Linked DNA regions of Mus musculus: region 2 is linked to region 1. Evidence: chromatin contacts called from public HiCAR-type data. All regions are on one chromosome and are shown on one strand. Each heading gives the region's core, a stretch centred on a gene start, on an enhancer-like site or on the middle of the called end of the contact. The rest is flanking DNA. Distances are from core to core; before and after follow the strand shown.

Evidence for each region. HiCAR-type assays count read pairs that join an accessible place to other places.
Region 2: a contact with region 1 is called in a HiCAR-type map of astrocytes, with 5 times the contacts expected there. The contact joins the enhancer-like site here to the promoter of 4930417H01Rik in region 1. A contact is called at or near these places in 2 of 39 promoter capture datasets (both in liver) and 3 of 115 datasets of contacts at active chromatin or transcription factors (astrocytes, large pre-B cells and stem cell-derived neural progenitor cells).

The regions. Positions count from the first base shown.
Region 1 is chr2:122,700,603-122,704,191 of GRCm38.p6, reverse strand. 4930417H01Rik (a long non-coding RNA gene) reads right to left here and starts at 1,553. Exons shown (of 5, transcript XR_866691.3): 1 at 1,208-1,553. It overlaps Slc30a4 (solute carrier family 30 (zinc transporter), member 4), which reads left to right and starts at 1,529. Exons shown (of 7, transcript NM_011774.3): 1 at 1,529-2,162. The coding sequence starts at 1,772.
Region 2 is chr2:124,638,901-124,642,489 of GRCm38.p6, reverse strand. It overlaps a transcript of Sema6d not described here. Among named protein-coding and RNA genes, the nearest start is that of Sema6d, 13 kb to the left of the region's middle. Within about 2 kb of position 1,784, at least 40 of the 459 cell types and tissues checked have an H3K27ac peak or open chromatin away from gene starts, as enhancers often do. A contact at or near this core is called in astrocytes and stem cell-derived neural progenitor cells, where this site is marked.

The DNA of each region.
Region 1 (3,589 bases), core at 304-2,803:
TATGACCTAGTCTGTAAGTCACAGTCACTTCTGCCACAGACTGTTCATTACAGGTCATAGGCCATTACTAAGTGCTGTCCACAAGCAAAGGTAAGGGAATTTACCTCCTGAAGAGTGGGGTCATCACAGAATTTATGGACAGAGCTTAAAATATGGCTTTGTCGTCTCATCACTTTCTCGAGAATCCAGTGAGACACGAGTGAAAGAACAGAACGCACAAAGGCAGTCCTCCTCAGCACAGCGCGCTGGAAATGTCCCCAAACAACCCATCCTTTTATTTCAACTATTCTTGAAACATTCACATCCCTCCTACCTTGAGGCTGCATTTAAGAGACTCCGATGACACTCCTGAAACATTGTAGGCAGTTAAATGGGACATTAAAAACAACAGAACAATCTACTCCTAAGATATTTGGAGCCGAGGAATGTAATGGCTCGTAAGCTGTCTCCCTTTGGCTATTACCATCGTGTCCTGATTGATGAAATTCTAGGCAATAGCCTTCCCTTCCTGATCTCGGGACCATGGAGGGTCTAATTTGCTTTCATGACTGCAGCTCTGGGGGAAAACTTAGGACTGAGGGATCACTCTGGAATACAGAAGTAGCCAGGGCTTTCTTTTCGCACCGGATTCTAAGGTGTCAACAGAATCGTTAAAATTGCCTCGTGTGATTTTTTTCATTGTATTTTTGTGACCTGAAATTTTGGTAAGATATAAAAACTTTTTAAAATATTGTCTTTGTAAACCCTGGGGAAGTAGGAGCTTGCAGGACACCACAGGCAAGATGCAGGTGTAGCCCCGTGTCTAACTTGCATGAGCCCCTGGATTAGATCCTAAGGATCTCAAAAGGAAAGAAAGGTGGAAGCCAAGGATTTACACTTTAAAATGAATTCTACCAACAGTGTTGCCTTTAATCTTGCTTCTTGAGGACATTTGAGAATGTGATGAAACATAGGGAAAGTAAGCTCACACAATTGTGCCCAAGGAGCGTAGCAGTGAACACAGAAGGAAGACACATATTTGCTGAGAAACAGGAAACTTTAAAGCAAGCCATAGAACTACTGACCATCCTAGTCTTGTCCTAGCCTTTTGACCAAGATAATCGGCAATTTTTTGCCGATTGGGTAGAAGAAAAGCTACCAGGATTCCCACTTGGTAAGAAAGCACTAAAGGACATTTTCCACGGACCATCCATAACCAAGATCGGACCTGAGATTCCCGAGACCCATCTCCAGTGGAGGGAATTCAGAGCAGTGACACCCAGCTCCGGGGGGACCTTCCCGCGGCACACCCGGGGGCTCAGAGCGCACAAGACCTCAGAGCCCGAGAGGCGGGGCCGGGAGGGCGGGGGCAGGGGGCGACGCGCGACCACGCCCCCTCGGCGCGCCCCCAAGCGGCGGCCTGCGTGCCCGCGCCGACCCCTCCCCTCGCGCCTCGCGGGCGCACGCGCCGCCTCGTTCAGGGGCCGGAGGAGGCCGGGCCTGTCAGACCCCGCGGCCGGCCTCCCAGCGGCACGGGGCGGGCGGGTGCAGTGGCTGGGGCTCGGCCTCGGTCCCTGGCCCGGGTCGCAGTAGCGCGAGCTCCGGGCGGGGATGCGCGGCGGCGTCGGCCCGCAGGTAGCCGAGCACCGCCGAGTCCGGAGCTGGCGCGCGGCCGGGGCGCGGCGACAGGAGCGGGGTCTCGTTCTCCTCACGATGGGCAGGGACGCGCCGCGCTGCCCTGAGGAGCCCGAGCGCCGGTGAAGGCGGAGTCGCCGGCCGCCCCTCCGCTGCCATGGCCGGCCCCGGCGCGTGGAAGCGCCTCAAATCCCTGCTGAGGAAAGACGACACGCCGCTGTTCTTAAATGACACCAGCGCCTTCGACTTCTCGGACGAGGTGAGCGACGAGGGGCTTTCGCGCTTTAATAAACTTCGAGTCGTGGTGGCCGACGATGACTCGGAAGCCCCGGAAAGGCCTGTGAACGGGGCGCACCCGGCCCTCCAGGCCGACGATGACTCCTTATTGGACCAGGACTTACCTTTAACCAACAGTCAGCTGAGTTTGAAAATGGACCCCTGTGACAACTGCAGCAAGCGACGCGAGTTGCTGAAGCAGAGGAAGGTGAAGACCAGGCTGACCATCGCTGCCGTCCTCTACTTGCTTTTCATGATCGGAGAGCTTGTAGGTGAGTTGTGTCGCCGACTCGCTTGCCTTTGACTTTGTCCAGCTGTTAGCTACGCCGGAGTTGAGGTGGAAACTTTGTTTTCAGGAAGTTTGCTGAGTATCTAGACTTTCGTGGGTCCATAGGAAAGGGACACGGGATTCCAAAGTGCGGTTCCCGTGAGCGCCCACTGAGAGCTTGCAGGTATATCTTGTAACTCCCATAAACAGTGCCTTTTACTGTAGGGTTTAGGGTGTTATCTTGACTGTATATCATGTAACTTCTCCTTTTACAGATTCTGATAAAATGCCAGGTTTATCTTTCAACGTCTAAAATAATTCTGACATGGATTAGAATCAGAATTTTATAGTACTAAGGGATGTTACTGAACACCATTCTGTTTTCTCACACAGAAGTTCTGAAGGGATTAGATTATGAGGAATCTTATTGGGAAAAGAGAGAGCCATCCACAGTACCAGACTTTCCTCTCTGTCTACATTTTGGTTATTTGATGCTTATTTATGCCGCTTCCTTTTGAGCTTATAGCCAAGGGCTTTACAAAACTCTATACAGCCAACTAATTAAAAGTTCATTATTAAAAGGAGTATCTACAGTTTGCTAGAGGTCTCCCCGGCAGCTGCAGAAGCTAGGGTTTTTTTTTTTCTCCTTTTTTAACTGATTTCAGATAATTTCTCACTCTAAGGTTCTTGCTTTAGACCTTATTTTTACTGTCGCATTAGTTTATAGTCGTCCTTTGATATCCAAGGTGGGTTGCTTCCAGGAGTCCTCTCTAGAACCTGAATCTCAGGTTGCCTCATCCAGTGACGCCTTATGTAAAGATCCCTTACGTAAAGCGAAGCAGTTATTTGCATATAACCTACATATATGTCCTTCTGTACTTTAAAGCCTTTGGAAATCATTTTGACTACAAAATACAAATTTGATGCTGTATTTAAGTAGTTGTTATCCTGACTCGTTGAGAGATTGATGAGCAGAACAAGTCTGTGAATGGCGAACGCTGAGGAAGAGTTACTTTTTCAGATGTTTTCCATTCATGATTGATGGTATCCATGGATGCAGTTCTCAGATAGAGAACACACTGCCGACTCCTTAGTGGCAGTTTCTGAAGTGGCATTAACAGAGGAGACGGTTCTCTTACGTTGTCTCTTATGATGAGCCATAACAAGAAGAGACCTGGCAGCCCAGATTTAAAATGCTGTGTGTAGAAGACTCATGTACATTCTCTGCCTGATGTCCCATCATTCTTCCCCAGTGTGAAATTAGCTGTACTGGTTATGGTCCTTTTCTCAGGGCTCCCTCTCTCTTGCCCTTAAGGCTTTCATAAATAAGAGCAGATTTCTCAAAGGTTTTCAGACTTCTGTTGACTATGTAATAAGAAGTAGACTGTGGTAAAATACTACACAAGTAGACATAGGTATGTACATATCTGC
Region 2 (3,589 bases), core at 535-3,034, 1.9 Mb before region 1:
AGAATCGGCAATGCTCTGCTGATTCTATTCATAATTTGAAGAGGAACTGAAGTGAAAACAAATTGAGCAGGAAGGGACAGAAAACAGGATATAACCTGTCTTGGCCGAATTCTAAGCAAACTGAATAGGGATTGCACAATGTGTCCTGTAATCAGAACCACTGCTCTGGGGCAGATACTTCCAGTCAAAACTTGCCTACAAGCTTTTGCCAGGCAACCTCAACTCAGATAGGATAACATTTTTTTTTAAGCTAAATTGTTCTAGCAACAATCCTCATTGAAAGAAAGAAAAAAACCCACAAGCAACTGATGGCAAGCAACTGATGGGGAGATGAGACCGAGATCTTAGCAGAAAGAATGTGCTATCCAGGGCAAACGATAAATCATCTTGAGAGATCAAGATGAGGACCAGATCTTTGAGACTATAAACAAGAACCTTTGCAATGATCATGAAAGGAAGAAAGAGAGAAAGAAAGAAAGAAAGAAAGAAAGAAAGAAAGAAAGAAAAGGAGGAAGGAAGAAAGGAGGGAAGGAAGGAAGGAAGGAAGGAAGGAAGGAAAGGAGGGAGGGAGGGAGGGAGGGAGGGAGGAAGGAAGGAAGGAAGGAAGGAAGGAAGGGAGGAAAAGAAGGGAGGGAGGGAGGAAGGGAGGAAGGAAGGGAGGCGCAAAGGAAGGAAGGAAAGGAGGGAGGGAGGGAGGGAGGGAGGGAGGAAGGAAGGAAGGAAGGAAGGAAGGAAGGAAGGGAGGAAAAGAAGGGAGGGAGGGAGGGAGGGAGGGAGGGAGGGAGGGAGGGAGGGAGGAAGGAAGGAGCAAAGGAAGGAAGGAAAGAAAGAACACACAGCAGGGGACTTTGGTGACTGAATGAATAACTGGGTAACTGCCTTTTTGGTTGCTGTTATTTTTACCCAGAGGACACAATGGTCTTCAAGGCTAACTAGTTAGGAGGGACATAGGCAGGAAGGTCATCCATCCATCATTATCTGCTCTCCACGCCAGGTGCCAGCCAGGCTGCTCCCTCTCTTTAGCCTCTAGAAAAAGTAACTGCTCTAGACAAAAGCAGAACCCAGGCTCCTGGGACGACAGGATGCCAAAGGCCTCAGCTTGTCTTTGGAACACCAGCTTACTCCACCAGATGACCTGCTGTGGCTGCCATATGGCCTGTGTGTGACATTCTGCTTGGGATAATGGGGTCTGGGTGTGTGCCTCGTTCTGCCCACGGGGTCTGGATGACAGAAGTCAGGAATGTGTGCTCCTATTCTACGGATTTGTCAGGTGCAATCCCTCTGTAGCTTTAGCTTTTAATATTATTCAAGGTGCCTTTTCAGAGAGCATGAATATTACCCAGGCATGGGGAAACTAAGGAGGTCTACTGCTATTATTTCTATCTGGCAAGGAAAGAAATGAGCAGGAAGTTAAGGGACTTGGGAAGCAAAACTGCTGAAGCTGGTGCACGGGTGCAGTGATCTCTGCTCAGCACAGCACTTGGAGAGCAACAGCACCTCACTGCCTCACTGCTGGGAGGAGCCATTGCCTTCACGCGCAGGCACAGGGCTGAGCAATCCGCTTAGAGAGGGCTTCAGATGCTGTCCTGATTTGAAGTTGTTGAGGAAGGGTTACATTTCTAACAACTCAGAGAAAGAAAAGTGCTATTTAAAAATCAAAGGAAGCAGCATGGAAAGCCAAGAACAGTAGGTCCTACTCACCCAGTGATCAGCCACCTTGTATCTGCCTTCTGTATGCACACAGAGACATGCGCATATGCATACAAGCAAGTTCCTATGACAGGAGGGGATGTTTACCCCGACAGACCTAAAGGATCCTTAGCATGAGTCACCAGCATCCACAAGCAGATCTGACTTGATTCACAAGCAGACAGATAGGGAGCTGGACTCTGCTACTGTTGTCACTTCCAGGGAGTTATTAGTTTGCTTGCTTTTCTTTCTTTCTTGCCCCCCACCCCACCAAAAAAAGAAAAACCCATTAACTTATTTTGACAGACAATTTTTTATTGTATGGATGGAAATTCCTGAAGAGTTAGGCTCAGCTCACCAGTCCAGCACCAAAAATGAACCCGTAATCAAGAATGGGAACCAGGTGGATTCCATGGCTGGCAGAATTTCTGAGAGGGACCACACAGATATGGGCCACACCTCACCTGCAACTCTCTGACGATGGACTTTGGGGACCTCTGGAGCCAGAGAGGCAGAACTGGAGTCTAGGTAAATCCACACAAGTTTTCAGGGTCTCAGCTGTTAATTTTGACTAAGTAAATGCAGGACAAAGGTGTTAGCAGAGTTTGACTTTTCTGTTTTTTTTTTTTTTTTTTTTTTTGGCTTACTCCACCCATTACTGAACAGTGAAATGTAGGCCAATGAACATGGATTCTATAGGCCAATGAACACAGGTCCTACAGACTGATGAACTCAGGTTCTAGCTGGGCTGCTGAGGAGTCTAGCTCTACTATTTACCAAGCTACCTTGGGCAAGCTAATTAACCCCTTTGCACTTCTGTTACCCTGTAAATGGGGTAAGATAGGAGTAGCCACCTCATAGGATTACCAGGAGGATAGGACTGGCCCTCTAAAGAGCTTATCGAAGTTCCTGGCACAGGGGAACACTGTAATTGTTATTATTCAGGGAGAGTATCAGGAAGCCTGTTTAAAGCTAAAGCCACAACCTTGAGGAAGGGTATGGGGCTCTAAAGCTGGAGATAACCATGCTTCAAACATGTAAACCCTTATCTACACTTATTCTTCCTCCCTCTATGAATCACCCCAGGGGTTGCTAATCTTACCTTCATTATCAAACACACCTGGAGGTAAGAGGAGGCTAGAAAAAAAATCTGGGTTTTCCTTTTAAACCCTTAAAGGCTTTGAAGGAGCCAAGAGGCCATCAGAAGGCAAAGCCCCTCCTCCAGCTTCTGTTTCCTCATCAGCCGGAGCTGGAGCTGGAGCTGGAGCTGGAGCTAGCATCCAGATGAGTTCCAGGGCTGTTCCTAAATCATCAGGTTTTATGTTTGTGGATTTGGTGCCTGGGTTGAAAAGGGCTCTTTAACCAAATGATTTCCAATTCATCCTTCTAAATTTCTGCCATAGCATCAGCGTTGCCTAGGATACAAAGTGCATGGGCTTGCTCTCAACCCGGAGACAGCAGGGCTCTGCTCCGAAATCTCTGCCCATGATCTTCTAAGCCAAACCACAAATGGGATTTGCAGGGCAAATGAGTCTCCACTGGGACTTAAGAATGTGGGCCTGACACTCTGATGGGGTCCCAGATGGACAGCAAAGGACACATTTGTTCCCTTACAACCAGGTGGCCATGGGACACATGGACTTTAGAAGTCACCTCAAGCTTCCCTGGCCCCAGGGGTGAGAGGCAGAAGGCCTCCCACAGGGTACCACTTTATTTTGTAATTAAGGATAATGCATAGTACAGAGCTCAGTTCATACACACTCAGGAGCTCCAGCCAGGCCCCCATGCCCTTCCCTATACCCAACTGATAAAGTTGACAAGTCATTCCGGGCTTGTAGGAGGGAGCAGCAGGCCCAACTCTCCAGTGGTATCCAGCCTAGTCCAGGGACTGAGCAATATT